2 separate regions of the Ovis aries genome follow, and region 2 is linked to region 1. A link is a contact called in public Hi-C data. All regions are on one chromosome and are shown on one strand. The core of a region is the stretch at or near the end of the contact, and the rest is flanking DNA. Distances in the headings are between cores, read along the strand shown. Region 1 overlaps PIK3R3 (phosphoinositide-3-kinase regulatory subunit 3). Region 2 holds the start of TSPAN1 (tetraspanin 1).

The links. A called contact is a pair of places that touch in the nucleus more often than the background predicts.
Region 2: a Hi-C map of hypothalamus shows a contact between it and region 1, with 6 times the contacts expected there. The contact joins the promoter of TSPAN1 here to the enhancer-like site in region 1. A contact is called at or near these places in 13 of 16 Hi-C or Micro-C datasets (blood, hypothalamus, liver and 6 more).

What each region holds. Positions count from the first base shown.
Region 1 is chr1:20,613,171-20,617,053 of ARS-UI_Ramb_v3.0, forward strand. PIK3R3 (phosphoinositide-3-kinase regulatory subunit 3) reads right to left here. Exons shown (of 10, transcript XM_042247340.2): 10 at 1,081-3,883. Among named protein-coding and RNA genes, the nearest start is that of TRNAC-ACA, 67 kb to the right of the region's middle. Within about 2 kb of position 1,866, at least 4 of the 54 cell types and tissues checked have an H3K27ac peak or open chromatin away from gene starts, as enhancers often do. A contact at or near this core is called in hypothalamus, where this site is marked.
Region 2 is chr1:20,774,325-20,778,297 of ARS-UI_Ramb_v3.0, forward strand. It overlaps TSPAN1 (tetraspanin 1), which reads left to right and starts at 1,391. Exons shown (of 7, transcript XM_060407109.1): 1 at 1,391-1,515; 2 at 1,971-2,035. The coding sequence starts at 1,979.

The sequences.
Region 1 (3,883 bases), core at 616-3,115:
TTCAGGTAGCAGTGGGACCTGGACCGAAAAACTTGAGGAGTGAGGAAATAAAGACAAAAACTTAAATGTTTTTAAAAAGGTTTCCCCTGAAGAGATAAAGGATTGAGTAGTGAGTGAGAGATACCCAACCAGCTGAGAGGAAACAATAGGTAAACTCATGGTAGAGTCCTGAGAAGAGAGAAAAAGAGGAGCCAAAATACAGCTGGCGAGACTGGCTTTCAGGAGGAGGAGGGCTAAACAGGTGAGAGGGAGAGCAGTGACGTGGCTGTGGACTGCTGACAGGTGTGGTGGTAGGAAGGTCAGGGCATTCATAGCCAAGCATGTTTCCTCTGAATAAACTCCTGTGGGACATCCAAGGGGCCGGTGGCACTATCCAGCCAGCAGGTGGAGTCCAGGAGAGAGGACTGGGCTGGAGATAGGAGTCTGAGTATCCCATGCTGAGAGTGGGAAGAACTCTTGGAATTAGGGGAAATTATCCATGGTTTCTAGCACTGGCCTTGAGGGTGCTCTGTAGCTAAGTATAGCTGGGAGGAAGAATATAGGCAAGGTCATTTAGAACAACAGATTAGCACCTGTCAGTCTGATCTGCAGTTCAGTACGTGTGGGTGGGGCCTGAGTGACCGGGATAAGAACCGAAGTGCCTGTTGCCCAGGGTGGTGGTCATGTTTGCTGATTATGTTCCCAACACGTAGGGACCTCAACAAAGTGTTGTGGTAGGAGGGTGACAGGGCCTGGGGCACAAGAGGACACACTGTAAGTCAGCCCACATCCTCTACCCCCACAACAGAATGTGCAAACACATTCTGGGCAAAGAGATATGATAAGAATCAACTCAGTGGGCTTTCTAATAGGAATGGGGTGGCGATGAACGGGCTCCAATGTTAAACTTTCTCAGGGCTAGTTTCTGAGTCCCCCAGGGTTGGTGGAAGCATTTTTGCAGCCCCAGTTCAGCCCCAGGACCGATCTTCTGGTGCTCATGGGAGAGAAGGTTTGGCAGCTTCAGGACTTTTCAGTACCCCAGTCCTCTCCCTTTTGCCCCCACCCCAGCCCACCTCTCCATAGCATGAAAACAAAAGGTGCTTTATTGCAATGTCTTTATTGCATTACTGGAGCAAGTTGGCCAGACTGTCCCCTCTTGGGGAAGGTAAAAAACAAAAAGACCAAAAAGTATCTCCCCTCGCCTTCCCCCCACCCTCCCCCACAACTGCACAGCAATGTCTGAACACCCCTGGTGACAAGAACAATTTGCAAAAGTGGTCTAGGAACTACATTATGAACTGTCCCAACACAAGACATATAGTTGGCTTCCTTGTGAATCAGATATTTTTACGTAACTACATGAATTTTTTTGACTACATCAAAGACAACAGAAGAATAGGTTTTTCACAAGTAACAACAGGGCACCAAAGTCACATGCTGCAATTTGCAAGGAAACAAGGTTGTTTTTCGTCACAAGTGGCTGGAGCTAGAGCAAGGCTGAGCAGTTGACAGCAGAGGGCCCAGCTAGGCCCCCATCTGGACCCTCTGCTTGAGGCCATTGAAGCCTCACAGAGAGCTAGCTAATAAGGAGTCTTAACTGGCAACAGAAAACACCTCGAAAAAACAGTAATTTGCCCAGATGCAGTTCTTGGCCCAAAAGGACCAATGAGGCTCGTTCCTTGCGGCAAGGAGACCCATGGAAGACACCACACTGGTTCTCAGAGCTTCTGCAAAGCCTGTGAGGGTCTCATCGAGGCTTGGAGACAGAGTAGGGGCGGTATCAGAAGTCCTCAATCTTGGCCAAATTAGGGGTAAGGACACCGCTAGTCTATACAGGCCTGAGCTATGGTCGAGGCTGAGTTAGCATCTGTGGCCAGATGGAGACAGAGCATTGTTCTGTGATGAAAGCTCCACCCAGAATAGATAGGCCTCTGACCAGTGTCCAGCCAGCCTCGAGCTGCTTCCATGCTGGTGGCCAGCTTCCCTAGCCAGGAAGACAATGAGCCCCTCTGGTCTTGGACTGTTTTTTTACCCTCTGACTCAATGAGACTGCACTGAAGATGCCAAGTGAGAATCCCAGGGCCCAGATCATGGGATAAGACATGGAGCTAAGTTCTGATGAAGGAGGCCAGGACCATAGGATAAAGGAGCTGCATACTACCCTCCCAGGGGTTAGCAGACTGGTCCCTCTGCTATCTCCACTGGTCAAGATCAAGCAAACCATGTGGCAACTAGTCAGAAAAGAGACTTTCAAACTTCTCAAATGATCCCTAAGTCTTAGTTCCCACAAAGCGACAAATTCAAGAATGAAAAACAGGAAAGCAACAAACAGGTGAAGGAATGCAGGACTTAAAAATGAGTGGCCCTCCTCCACAACCAGCCCAAGTGCAGGCGACAGAGCGCGCTTGCTTGCTCCCTATGCACCCTTAATGCTGCCTGACAAGCAGCACAGCATGGTTCAACGTTACAGCGTGTATCCTGGTTCTTGTTCTCATTTAAGAGATAACCAGAACACACTAAATTTTAATACCAGAAAGAAGGCATTCCTGGCACCCCATCTTGAGCATCTAACTGCTTAAGCCACAAAGCCATCAGGCATGCCTCACAGTAGTTGGTCTGGCCTTATTTCTCAGTAAAACTCTTAGCAAGATTTCAATCTGGCCATCTAGGGAAGGAATGTCCAGCTGGCTGGTATCAGTTAAGGGCTCAGGTTAGAACAGAGCCATTGCAGGAGGTTTCATCTGTCTGCCTCATCCAGTCCTGAAACTGCAACGTAACCAAGGAAAAGCCAAAGATATGCCCCCTTGCCTTTCTGTCTTCATTGTTAGTAACGGGAGGTTCTCCCCCAGATTTTAATCTATTTCTATCTACACTGTGGCACATTCTAGATCCTGTCACCAAGATAAGTGCTCAGGGAAAGCGAAATTTTTCTTTCATCCCCCAAACTGGAGCTCCCCTAGGTGTAAACCTGATTCAATAAGACTCAGATACTGACTTCCCTACTCAACCAGGAAGCCTGACTGCACAGCTTTGGGCTCAAACAGCTGACTCATTCAAGCCTATTACGGCTCTAGGATTGGCTCAGAGGCAGCTGGACCCTCTTGTCTGTCAAATGAGTGTTGACTGATGGGGGTGGAGCACGATGGAGGTAGGAGTAGATGCTGCCCCAACTCCATCTGCCCCAGCTTCACTCAGCTGGAAGGCTTAAACCACACGAAGTAGAAGGTTCCTGGCCTAAAGTCAGGGCCACTGGAGCATGAGGACAGTCTGTGTACATCATCTTAATGGCAGGATCACAAAAAAGGCAAAGAACAGCTTCCAGATGACTTCAGCTAACAGTCTGAATGCCAAGCCATCCGTTCCTCTCCTTGCAGAAGTTTCAGCAACCACTATCTGGAAGCACAAGGGTGGGGTAAGGCCCTTGCTTGGGACACCAGAGCCCCGGGGGCCTGGGACCTACTGAAGTCCCTGACCACAGCTGGCTCCCTTCTAGCCACAGCCCTAGCCACCTATGGCTCCCCTGGCCCTACCCAGAAAAGGACAGGAGATGACGGGAAATTAAACACGTTGACTGTTTCTGCAGGACCTTTCAACTTGTGGAAGCACACAGAAGAATGTTGCTCTAGATCATTATTTGGTATATCAAGCCATCTAAAAGCACTGGATTGCACCTTTTCTTTACTCATACACACAAGTTACAAAGGTTTCAAACAACAGATCATTCTTTAGGCTAAGAAAACACCACCACACAAGCACCAACTTCATTTTATAATTCAAAGCTCACCAGCCCACAAAAAGAACACTATTCCTCATCTCTGAGAAACAAGGGCAGGGCAAAAGGGAATTACACTGACCAATTTTAGTGTCTGCTAAAACTAACAGTCTCTGGTTTTCCTTTTATTTT
Region 2 (3,973 bases), core at 141-2,640, 160 kb after region 1:
TGCCTGGAGAATCCCAAGGACAGAGGAGCCCGGTGGGCTACAACCCCTGGGGTCACAGTTGGATACGACTGAGCAACTGAGCACACAGCACATTCTGCATTCATTCATTCATTCATTCATTCATTCATTCAGAAATGTGCACTTAACTTTCTGTATCTCTCTCTTTCCCCATACTGAAAAAGCAGATGAAAAGAGACTCTTATAGGATTATTGTGAAAGGTGAAAAAAACCCTACGATATAAGTTACACGTTGAAAACATGATCTGTACAAATATTCACGTTAACAGCCTTCCTCTCTTTCCTGTCTCTTCAGCTGCCTCCTCCCATTATAAAAACAAATTAAAAATCTTCCACCCCACACCCCCTCTGGCTGTGACTCTCTTTGTTCTGAACTTTTCACTCTGTGGTCATTCGCTTCTGTCCCAGAATGGGAAGAAAAATCTCATTTTTAATCTCGTCTTAAAACCCTGTAACTATCCTGTTATACAGACCAGGAAATAGAGGCTCAAACCCAAGTCTAAGAAATGCCCCCAGGGTCACACAGCTAATAAGCAACAGAACCAGGATTGGAGCACTTGGCTTGAGTGACTTAAAAGCCAAAACTTTCCCAGCAGCTCAACATCAGCAGCCGGGAAGGGACTCGTGAAGATGGGGATAACAGAGCTGCAGAGCTTTCAGGGGAGGGCAGCGCTTTTGTTGGACCATGGTGCCCTCTGCTGGTAGGAATGGAAAGGGTGTATACAGAATGCTGAGAGGACAGAGGAGAGAAAAAGTGTGGGGAGGGAGGAAAGACGCAGAGAGAGAAAAGATGGGTTGAAGTTTCGTGGAGGGAGAAAGAGGAAGAGTCGTTTGTTTGCCACTCAGAGTAGGGGAGAAAATGCCAAGCCTGGTCACTTCCTTGAAAGCATGTGTGGGCATGCCTGCATGAGTGTGGGGTGTGTGCGTGTGAGAGAGAGAGCTCCAGTATGTATCTCAGATGTTGCTCTGTGGATTGTCGCTAGGAGCCAGCCCACACAGAGTTCACAGGTGTGTGTGCCTGTGCAAGTGTGCATTGTGTATGTGGGTGTGAATATACAGCTTGGGCAGGTGTGTGTACCTGCGAGCATGTAGGATGTGTCCGGCCGACTCGGCAGGTGCAGGTTAGGAAGCAGCTGTGCCTTGCTGTGGAAGGTACACGGTTCTAGGGGGCTGCTCACCTCAGCCCCAGACAGTTGTCTTACTCAGATCAGGAGGGGCGTTGTTGTGCTTGGCGTTGCCAGGCGGAGGCCAGAGGCTGCCGGGGCTGTGGGGAGGAAGCGGCAAGCAGCAGGGGGCAGCAGGGGCAGGCCAACCGGGGGCGGGGGGCGGGCAGAAGGAGCCTTTAAAGCTCCTGCCCCGCCCACAGGTGAGCAGTGCCGTGAGAGCCAGCGCTGTCTCCCGCCTGCCCACTCAGTGGCAGTTCCCCTGGAGCCGTGGTCCTCTCTGGAGCCTCAGCGGATCCCTCCTACAGAACTTACTACCAGGACCCCCGACCAGGTGATGGCATAGGATAGACTCTCCTGCGAAGAGAGAGCAATCTGGAAACAGGTTTGGGGAGCTGGAAGGGCCATGGGGAGGGTCCTGGAAGAGTCTAGGATTGGTCTGGGGTGGTGGGAGTGGAAAGTCCAGGGTAAGCTGGAGCCAGGTAACGACATGGAGTGACCCTGAAGTGGGGGAATCAGGCTCAGGGTGAGTGTGGGATGGACACACGTGGGATGTTAGAATTTCAAAGTGTCAGGTGTTAGTAGAGGTCCTGGGCAGTCCAGAAAGTTAGGGGTATCAGGATGGGAACTGGGGAAAATCCTGAGGTGTCAGAGTCCAGAGACATCAGAGTCCAGAGGCAGAAGCTCGGTAAATATGTGAGTCCAGGATGCTGGAGTCTGGTATGTCAGTCCAGGCTGGGGCAGGCGGGCAGGGAGCGAGATCCTAATTCCCACATGTCTGCCTCCCAGGAGCCACCATGGGGTGCTTCAGCTTCATTAAGGTCATGATGATCCTCTTCAATATGCTCATCTTTGTAAGTATGGGGTTTATGGGTTCTTTGGGGTTCCCTACAGGAGTGGGTCTTAGCCTGAGTAGAGCCCCTACTGGGGAATAAGAGATTGCTATGTCCACACTCTTCCTGAAAGTTCCTCCTGATGATGAGATGTGGAAGTCTCCCTGAAGGCTGAGTCTTGGCTCCAGGAGCAGCCTAGCTGCCACACAACTTGGGGTGGAGAAGTTTAGGGGCATCCTCTCCTTCCAGGAAGTTTCAGGCTTAGAGCGGGGCAGGGTAGGCTAACAGGCTGGGGCCTCAGGGAGGGGCAGGGGTTTGCCCAAGATCACCTAGCATGGAAGGAAATTCAGTGGCCTGTGTATGATGGGGAGCCAAAAGCCGAGAAGGTCCAGAGATATGGGAGTAGAGTTTCAGCTGCAAGTGGAATTTGTTGTATTTTTTCAACAAACACTGCCTAAGATTCTGTGCCCTCAGGGATCTTGGGTCCAACAGGCAAGATAGGCAGCCAGTTTTCCATATGTGTAGTCTGATCACACACTAGGAGGGGCTTGAACCCTGCCTAGTCAGAGAAGACTTCTAGAAGGAAATAGCTGAGGCTAGGAATTTGCACGTAGTGAGGGGGTTGGTAAAGCATGCAAAAAGGCCCAGAGGCAATGAAATCAGATATTGTTCAGAAAACCAGGAACAGACTGTATAGGGCATGTTTGAGGAAGCTAAGCAATGAGGCATGAATCTAGAGATGGTGGTAAAATTGGGGAGAAACGGACAACATGGACAAAGGACAAAGCCCTTGGATGGTGGCTGAGGATGGAGGAAGGGGCAAGTGAGACAGAGGTCTTGGAGATAATGACCGCATCTCCTCTCCGTTGAGAGCAAACCTGGTGGGTACTTCACCAGCAGCCATGTACCCAGTGGACTTGCAGCTCAGGATATTTGGAAGTCATGTGCCCATAGGTGGTCACTGAAGCCATGGGCAGGGTGTGCACACACAGGGTGAGTGAACTCCAGGAAACTCAGTTTCTAAGGGATAAACAGAGAAAAGGCTACCAGGAAGCAAATGGAGAAAGAGCATAAGGAAGCAAAGCAGGAAAGCAAGGTGTCAGAAAGTCAAGGAGGATACACCCATGGCTGAGCACAGGTTGTCACCAGAGACCTTGAAGCCTCAGGAGACTGGGTGAGAGTGAGCAAAGCATGAGGAAATGGAGGCATGAAGTGCAGGCGAATTTGGAGGAATTGGGCTGGGGGTGAGGACACTCTCTGATGCTGGTGTGGCCTGTGCCTTGGGCTTCTTCTCCTTTCAGGGAATTAGCCTTTATCCCTGGATCTGAAGAAGGCAGCAGGATTGCAGGGATCTGGAGCACAGGGGCTCTGGCCCGAGGGGGGTTAAAGGCAAATCCGGTTTGGTTTCTGGCCTCTGTTGCCCAGGCCTTGCCAGACTGGGCAGGGCAGGCCTCCGACTCCTTGAAATCTGACCCCGCAGGCTAGAAGCCCAGCTTTGTGTCCTTGGGCAAACATGCCTGGGATCCACCCACAGCCTGCCACTTTGCTCCTGGTTCCAGCCTCAGTTTCCACAGCCGGAAAGTGGGGACTGGACACCTGGGTGGTGTCAGGCTGATGCATCCACTGAAGCACTGGGTCAGCGAGGCTTTGCTCTAAGAGCTGTGGGAACTGGGCAGTGCCCTCCTTTCCAGTCTCGGCCTCAGGATCACCTCTGAGGTGGGGTGCGGCCTCTCAGAGCTCTGGCTGTACTCCATCTCTGGTGCCTCAGTTTCCACTTGTGTGGCAAGGAGAGGTCTGAGCTGGTCCTGGAAGGGACCCAAATGGAGGACCTTAGGGTGGGTGTCCCTTCTTACCATTGCCCTCTCCAAGGTTGGGAGCAGGTGTAAACCTCAGCCACGCCTCTGTTGCTATAGTGACCGTTGAACCTGCTCAACGCTACCACCCTCCTCTTTCTGCCTA